Linked DNA regions of Mus musculus: region 1 is linked to region 2. A link is a contact called in public Hi-C data. All regions are on one chromosome and are shown on one strand. Each heading gives the region's core, a stretch centred on a gene start, on an enhancer-like site or on the middle of the called end of the contact. The rest is flanking DNA. Distances are from core to core; before and after follow the strand shown. Region 1 has its middle 53 kb from the start of Gpc4. Region 2 holds the start of Gpc4 (glypican 4).

Evidence for each region. Hi-C and Micro-C count contacts between places; a contact is called where the count stands out from the background.
Region 1: a Hi-C map of liver shows a contact between it and region 2, with 2.9 times the contacts expected there. The contact joins the enhancer-like site here to the promoter of Gpc4 in region 2. A contact is called at or near these places in 3 of 39 promoter capture datasets (the 3T3-L1 cell line, liver and pre-B cells), 8 of 484 Hi-C or Micro-C datasets (the HL-1 cell line, Sertoli cells, embryonic stem cells and 2 more) and 5 of 115 datasets of contacts at active chromatin or transcription factors (embryonic fibroblasts and embryonic stem cells).

What each region holds. Positions count from the first base shown.
Region 1 is chrX:52,215,616-52,219,872 of GRCm38.p6, reverse strand. No RefSeq gene overlaps it. Among named protein-coding and RNA genes, the nearest start is that of Gpc4, 53 kb to the right of the region's middle. Within about 2 kb of position 2,257, at least 6 of the 459 cell types and tissues checked have an H3K27ac peak or open chromatin away from gene starts, as enhancers often do. A contact at or near this core is called in liver, where this site is marked.
Region 2 is chrX:52,162,731-52,166,888 of GRCm38.p6, reverse strand. Gpc4 (glypican 4) reads left to right here and starts at 1,966. Exons shown (of 9, transcript NM_008150.2): 1 at 1,966-2,273. The coding sequence starts at 2,114.

The sequences.
Region 1 (4,257 bases), core at 1,008-3,507, 53 kb before region 2:
CTACTTGATCTAAGCTTTCTAGGTCATCTGACTTGGTGTCTTGTGTTTGCTGAGGTACATGAGGTCCTCTGCATCCTTGGCCTTACTCCTCACTGTGGTCTCAGCAGGGGAGGGCCTTAGTTTTTTTCCCCACTCACCTCATCCTTTTCCCATTTGGGAAATTGTTTCCTATGCCCAAGCCTTTTCAGTCTCACAGCTCGGCCTCCCACCCTGATTGGTTGGGACCCTGAGGTAGGCTCACTGGGCTTCACTCTCTTTTTGTTTGTTTGTTTATTTGTTTTTTGGGTTTTTCGAGACAGGGTTTCTCTGTGTGGCTGTCCTGGAACTCACTCTGTAGACCAGGCTCACCTTGAACTCAGAAATTTGCCTGCCTCTGCCTCCCAAGTGCTGGGTTTAAAGGCATGTGCCACCACTGCTCGGCTGGGCTTCACTCTTGACAGTGCCTTATATACACACATTGTCCTGTGTCTTGCCTCTTCATCACTATATCTTAGCATCCCAACTCAATGTAGCATGAAGTTTCATATCCCCTGATTAACAGTTGTCTATAGCCTGAGTTTGGTAACAGACCTCTTTTTATTGTTATTGAAAATAAAAATCAAATTCAAGCCTGTTAAGACAACTCTTGACCATTGTTCCAAAGAGGTGAAGATTATTAAAAATGATGACAAATACTCACAAGACTATTCCTTACTTCTAGTTACTTTTCAAGCTAAACATGATCACAAAATATTCATTTGATAATGGTTTGCCTAATTGACAGATTCGGTACATGCATAGGACTTATGTGAAGAGAAAACACCTCAAAAAAGTAGCTGAATGCATCTGCAATTTAGTTTTTTTTTGAAAATACAACTAAAGGACTGGAAAGAAAGATGGCTCAGTGCTTAAGAGTATATACACTGCTCTAGCAGAGGCCCTGGGTTTGGTTCCCAACACTCATATCAGACACTCACATTCACCAGTAACTCAGCTTCCAGAAATCCAGAATGCTCTTCTAGCCTCCTCATGTTCTCTCTCTCTCTCTCTCTCTCTCTCTTTCACACACACACACACACACACACACACACACATGCTCATACACATGCATATCTACCACCTACACTAGACTCCTCCTGCCTTAAAAATATTTATTTGTAATAGTATTATATTAGATACTAGAAGCAGCCATTGCAGGAAAACTAAAACTTGGCTGGGCTTCCTTACATGTATCTTCAGTTTAAGGCTGTTTTACTTGTTCTGGGCCTAATCTTATTTTTAGAATGTTAGAAAACATCATAGCCTCCTCTCTAGCCAGGATCTCTGTTTTGGCTTTGTTTTGTTTTGTTTTTGAGTCCAGGTTTCACTGTGTAGCCAAAGCCGACCTTGAACTGCTGATCCTCAGCCACCTGAGTTCTGAAATCACAGAAACGAGGCACCACACAGTTTCTACTGGTTTTATAAAACCCCAAGTGGCCAATTTGTTGCAGGGGCTTATGGATGCCTGGAGCACCCCTTTGGGTCTACCTAGACAATGTGGACATCGAGGAAAGAATTGGGTTTTGCAATGGGAGAGGTCCAGGCTGAGATAAGGTGCTTCTCCTCGGTTCAGAGGCTAAACAGTGTAAAATCAAACTCAGAACAAAGCTAAGACTAAAGACATCCAGGTTCAGGTTTCTGAGAGCCACAGAAAAGCAACTCAAGTTCAAAGAACAGGCATTTGGCTTGTTTTTTTCTTTCTTTTTTTCTATAAAGAGCTTATGATGAGAAAGTTAATTTCTGTGACTCATAAAAAGATTTCCAAAGCTACATAATGTTTCTATGCAATTATGTCAGAAGAAGTTGATGAGAAAATAAATAAGTCAATGCTTTCTACAAGTGTGTCCGTGTATATGAATGTGTGCTCTCTATGACCAAAGACCAGGAATAGTGTTAGTTGGCAAGGACAAAAGAAAGTTCATCGTCGTCAACAGCTAGGTCATCTCCATGTGCACCAGGACACCCAAATTTGACTTCATCTGTGATGGGTTGCTGGGTACATGACAAGTGTGTTTGTGAGGCTACCTAGGAAACAGCAGACCTTTCTTCAATTCATAGGCACCAAATTGGGCTGCTGGGAAATTATGAGCCTATGCTGTTTGGATGTTTCTGGGTGTGGAAAAACCAAGGGACTCTGCATCAGGAAGAACTAAAAACAGGCGGTGCCATCTGGGACCTCAAAGCACCGTGATAGAAAACAGAGGATCAGAAAGGAAGAATCAGGCACACGTCCAAGAAAGCCTCCAGTATTTACACACACTATTTGACTTGACTTCTACATGTTGCTACAGCATCACAGGGAAAAAATCCTTTCTGCAAACATGAGAAATGTGACCTCCAAAGATAATGTTAATTGTACATCTTGGTTCAAAGAACACTCTAATCGCCATGTCCCTAGCACTTTATTCCTGTAAATTGTTTCTGAAGCTGATGCCAATAGACAGTGACCCTGAGAGCTCTGGGGTGACCCCCCTCCACCCAGCAGAGGCATCCAGCCTGCTTCTAGTCTCTGCTGCTAATTGCCTAGGGATTCCTACAGGGAAAAGAAAAGGGACCCGAAGTTGGCCCAAGTTGCACCAGGAGCTGGGATCTGAGGAAGTCTAGCCAGGGAGAATGCAACTGGAGGAGGAAGCCTAGCTCGGTCCATTAAGAATTAAGTCCACAGATGGGCCAAAGGACAGGTTTGAAAGAGAACAGGCCTATAAACTCTCAGGGACTGCTGCCACACAGCTGCCTCAGCCTGGGCTCTTGGTTGCACTCATTACACTAGTAAACTTGTCCACATCAATGTCAGATATGAACCTCAAAATAAATAAACGAAAAAGATAACTATAATTTGTTTGATTAAGCAGTTTTTCAAGAAAATCCCAAAACTAAAATGAGGAGTAAACATTTTGCTCTGGAGACATCTTAATAACTGTTTACAATAATTAATAAGAAATATCAACTGAAACTTGATTATATTTAGAAACTTGAATGGTTACAATTTTTTAAAAAAATTATGTCTTTGATTTTTTATGTAATTACCCATGTCAAAATTCTCATGAGTTTGGTTTGCTCCCCTGTTGCTTTTCCTAGTCTTGGCCCCCTCAGTTCTCTTCAGACTCATCTCACACCACACACCACTTCTCTTTTTCTTCCCTAGTCACTAACTCAGGTACCTCCTGGACATCCAACTGAGTAGGCAGGGGCCTTGACTTCTTCTTGTTCTGTATAAGAATGGAACATTCTTCTGGCTTGTTACTATCATCCAAATGCCATACCAAGTGTACTGTAGACATTTTACTACATCCCAGTGAAGAACAAAGAGGAGATTCTATCCTCTAAATGCTAGTGGATATGACCCTAAAACATGAAGTGCTTCCTTTGCCCTTTGCACAGAAAATGTGCTGACCAAAGGTCCTTGCCTTCCACAGTCCCACTCATTGCCTTCATGAGGGACTTCTTTAGTGAAGGATCCAAGACTTTTTAATATTTATTTTATTATAATTAACGTGCATGCTTGTGTGCATGTGTGTGCATGCATATGTGCATGAGTGTGTGTGATATGTGTGGGCACATACCTGTAGAGGTCAGAAGACAATATTGTGGAATCAGTGTGTTCTTGAAATCAAACTCAGTTTGTCAGCTTTATGCAGCAAATGCTTTTACCCACTGAGCCATCTGGCTGGTCCAGGCCCAAGCTTCGACTTCCCAGAATGCTTTGCACTGAGAACACCTGAGTGATGATTCATAGAAGTGAGACTAGGATTCAGCCACCTATTGTAGCTTATTTTCCCAGAACCCAAACTCTCCTCTTGCCTTCAATAGTCAGTCTTAAGAGACTCATGGCACTATATCCTGCCTGGTCTGTATCTGTTGTCCCAGATGAAGCATTTGAAAATCTTTGCCTGGGAATGGAGTGAAAGGCATTTTCAGAAATATTCAAAACATGCATCTCTGCTCCTCAGTGAGAACCAGAGCTGAGGATGTGACGTTTATAGGACATGTCAGTGGAAAAGATTACTTTTCTTAAAATACATTTGTTAAATGATAGGTAAAACAGCAAGCGGATGGGAACCTACAACTGGGAGACATCACAGGAAGAGGGAAATATGAATTTTATTATAAACACATGTATTTTATTATTCCTCCCAGTGAGGACTGGGGCTGGGAATCTGCAGCTGTGAAAAGGCAAAGGGAGAAAGCAGTATTTTTAGCCATGTCACTATAAAATATACCTTCTCCTGCACTGCTGCC
Region 2 (4,158 bases), core at 717-3,216:
CAGGGCTACAGGGAGGGAGAAAACTCTACCACAAACAAACAAACAAACAAACAGAAAAGAAATTGGAAGTCCTACTTACAGACAGGTCACAGTGTGTCTGTTCATGCTACTGCTCTGCAAGAGTTAATATATTGAAGAGGAGTCTGCAGTGGGCATTCAAAACACCCTCCACAGCTCCTCACCTCCAACCATGTCAGCACGGTTTCCAAAGAACAGTGGAGGAAGTCTCCACAAACCCTCTGAGGGCGATAATTGTAATGATGGTTCGTATCTTCACCCTATGTAATTTTATGGGAATTGAGAGTCTAGCCAAATAATAAGCTCCAGCCCTTTTCATCTGCCCAGTTCCCAGCACACTCCCGAAGTGTCTGAGGCACTTCTCACCCTGAGCTCTTAAAGCAGATTGTAACAATAACAACAGTAATGACAAGTTCACAATCTGCACGGTTCCCTTCATTAAAGGAGCCCTGGGAGCTTCAAAAACACTCATTAATGGAATCTGACAAAGCTTGGAAGGTGGGAAGACTCACCCATTCCCAGTTTTTCTTGTGACTAAATGTAGAACGGGAAGAATTGGAAATACTGGGCTGTCATTCCCTGCCACCACTAGAGTCTTTTCATTCAAGAGTCTTGGGACTTTGGACACATTGACCTTAGGTGAGTGCTAATTCTTAGCGTTTCTTTCTTTCTGTGGGGTGTCAATTCCTATACCCTACACAGGGCAGTGTGGGGCCAAAAGTTTTTCTGAGCAACCTTGATTTAGCTCCATCTCCTTGAGGTTCAGTGATTGTTTTCTGGTCAGTTTCAGAGTTTGTGTATATTTATTGCAGAACTTAGGGTGTGAGCGTGCGTTGAACAGTGTGTGGGGATGAAGCAGGTGAGAAGATGATTGCTAGAGTTAGGGGCTAGCTTGTGCTCTTGGGGGAACACTGTGATGGGTCAAGGGGGGCTAGGTGAGCCTCTCAGCCCAGCTGTGAGTTCCAGGTCCCCCGGCCCCCACCCCGCGTTGTTTGGATCAAAGCAATGCCAGTATGTGAGTGTGCCTTCCTTGCCCAGGTGTTGGTTAGAAGTGGCCCTGGATGCTGGGTAGAAGCAGCGAGGCTGGTATTGGGGCTGGAGGGCTAAGTGCTGCTCAGGCCCATGGGGATAGCCTGTCAAGTGGCTGTGGAGAAAGGCTTGTGGCTCAGACAGGGGCTCAAGGCCCCAAGATCCAGATCACCAGGATCTCTTGAGACTTGGCCCCTTAAGCGGGAAGAAACTGCCCTTTCCTCTCTTGCTGGGGGGGGGGGCGGGGGGCAGGTTCCCCGCCTCTGAAGAGGAGGGCAGGAGGGAGGAGCCCAGCAGGGCGTGTCGCAAGAGGGAGCGCCGCGCGCCCCGTGCGGGCCCCCTAGGAAGTGGATTTGGCCCGCTCCAGATCCAACCCAGCTTCCAGGTTTTCTCCCGGCCCGGCCCTGCGTGCTCCCGCCTGTCTCGGGCTCGCCCCCCCCCTCATGCCCGCCCCCTCCCTCCCTTAGGGCCGCCCCGCTTGGCCAAGTTTGCGGAGCCTCGCTGTGCGAGCCGGGCCAGTCAATCAGCGGCAGAGCTGAGAAGGGCACAGCCGTGCGGCCGAGGGCAGTGAGCTGAGCCGGGCTGGGTGAGCGGAGCAGCGCCGGGTGGCTGAAGCCCCGCGCCAGCGATCGCCCGCCGACGCCGCCCACACTCTGCTCTTCTGCGACGCCTGCCACCTTCCCTTCCTTCCCTGAGCCCCTCCGCCCCTGGCTAGCTGGCCCGGGTTCTCTAGCCTTCGGAGTCCCGAGGTCACGGATCCTCTCCCTAGTCCCTTGGGTCCCGCGCCCATTCCACGCCTTTTTCCTCGTACCGCACCCCGGCTGGGCGCCTGGCACCGGGGACCGTTGCCTGACTCGAGGCCCAGCTCCACTTTTCGCCCGCGTCTCCTCCTCCTGCCCTCCTCCTCCTCCTCCTCCTCCTCCTTCACTACCAACTTCAACTCCCCGGTTCTCGCTCCGCTCGTGAGTGTTCACTCCGCGCCTCTCCGCCCGCTCCGCAGCGCTGCTTTCCATCGGGTCTCATTCTGTCCCCTAAAGGTGGGAGCGCGTCCGTCAGGGTCCGCACCATGGCACGCTTAGGCTTGCTCGCGCTCCTCTGCACCCTGGCCGCGCTCAGCGCCTCGCTGCTGGCTGCGGAGCTCAAGTCGAAAAGTTGCTCGGAAGTGCGACGTCTCTACGTGTCCAAAGGCTTCAACAAGAATGATGCCCCCCTCTATGAGATCAACGGTAGGTGGGAATCCTGCACTCTCCCCATTACCGAGCGGTGGGCACCCCGGGAAAAGGGGCGCCCCCCCCCACGCCGCATCAGGTAGCCGAGAGGGAGAAACGGGCAGGCAGGAGAGCCAGCCCCGGCTTTGAGCGGGCACCGCGAGTGGAGGGGCGCCGCCGGTTTATTCAGTGCCACCCAGGTCCTTTGCTGCTGCCCCCCACCCCAGCCCTCTCACTCCCGGGAAGCCACTAGGGACTCTGGCCCTCAACGTGCGTGGCTTGGGCTCTCTCGCCTTTTCCGGGTTGAATTCTTTACTGGGTTCCCCGCTTTGTTGTGTGGGTGACGACGAGGCCGAGTGGGGGCGGGGTGGGGAACCTCCTGGAGTTTGCAGATTCCTAGGGGCGCAAAACGTGAGACTTGAATGAGCCGCTCATTGACGGTCTCCTAAAATTCCTCTCCCCGCCGCCTCTCTTCCACCGCTGACACGGTTTAGTTTTTAGGAGCTGCAAGGGCTTTAGAAGTCACCTTTAAAAAGCGAACTCTTCTTACTCCTTCAAATCCCGACTTTTGGGAAGTCTCCAGCTTTCCGGAAGGTGTTGGATAAAACGGGTATTTCCCTTCCTTTTCTCTTTTCTCACCTCATTTTAAGGGTTAATTGCACTTTCAATTACAGACCTTTGAAAGGACTGATTACAGGAAACCTAAATCTCAGTTTGGAGATGGTTATGCAAATGAAGATGGCTTTGCCTCTGAAAAAGTTCACCGGATTTCAGCGCTGGGGGGGTTGCGGGGGGTTGTGTATGGTATTTGGGGGAAGTCCTCCTAGAGCGCTGGGGAGGCTGCATCAGGTATGCCCTCCCCTCCTGCTCCCGAGGTCTCCAGGCCCGCTGGTGGCAGTGCCTGGGCTAGTCCTCCTTCCCTGTTGTACTAGATTTTTGAAGCCGCCAACTGTTGCGCACAGCCCTGCGGGCTGGCGGCCGAAACGGCACAGGTAGCTTGTTCACCCTGGAGACTCTGAAGGAGCTACGAATCTAACTGGCTTTTGGCCAGCTTAACCTAACGGAGGCGTTAGAGATTCGAGCCCCGAAGGCCAAATCTCCATTCCGAACCATTCATGGAAGTGTGCAGAGTGCGCCTTTGCCTCGCTGTACTGGTTGCCCGGGTGGGGCAGGCAGGGGGCCAGCAGCCAGCAAAGGAAATACTGTAATTTTAACCAGGCGCTTCCAAAAGCTTTAGAAGACTTGGGGGTCATCTTTTGGAAGGCTATTAATAACCTCGGAGATTAAGTGTGGTCATCAATTACATATAAACTACAAAAGTAATTGAGGGAAGTGGCTGGGTACTTTCAGAGTGTAATCGGGCTCCATCTAGAAATAGAACTGAAGAAATTGTTGGTAGTAGCCCAGGCGTCCACTGCACCTTGGCAGTTGTCAAGTAACTCACAGGCTACTGATGAAAGGCTGTTTGCCCTTCAGCTGCCTGTCTTTTTGGGAACTCAAGTATGTCCTCCCAGACTCATGATTTTATTGGTTGTAGAGCTCTGAAAAGCCCCCTTTCTTTTCCCTCTTCCTCCTGCCCTGCCAGCAAAAGAGAATTGAACCGGCAGCCGCAGAAGCTTGGGAGCTCTGCAGGTCAGACCTGAGGTCTTTGTGCCCTGCACGGCTCGAGCCTGGGTGCTTCAGAGATGATTGGCGTGAAGGTTACAGTTGTCATTCCCACATTCTGAAGGGAGGCATGCAGCTATGCACTTAATGGGACAGTGACAAGTTTCCATGTGCCTGTACAAACAATATGTGCCTCTGAGATGGTCTAGAGGCATTTTGGCCGAGGGCTATGAAATCACCCTCCCCAGGTACTTCAGGTTTGTGGTGTGCAGTCTCTAGAGATGGCAGCATCCCCAGC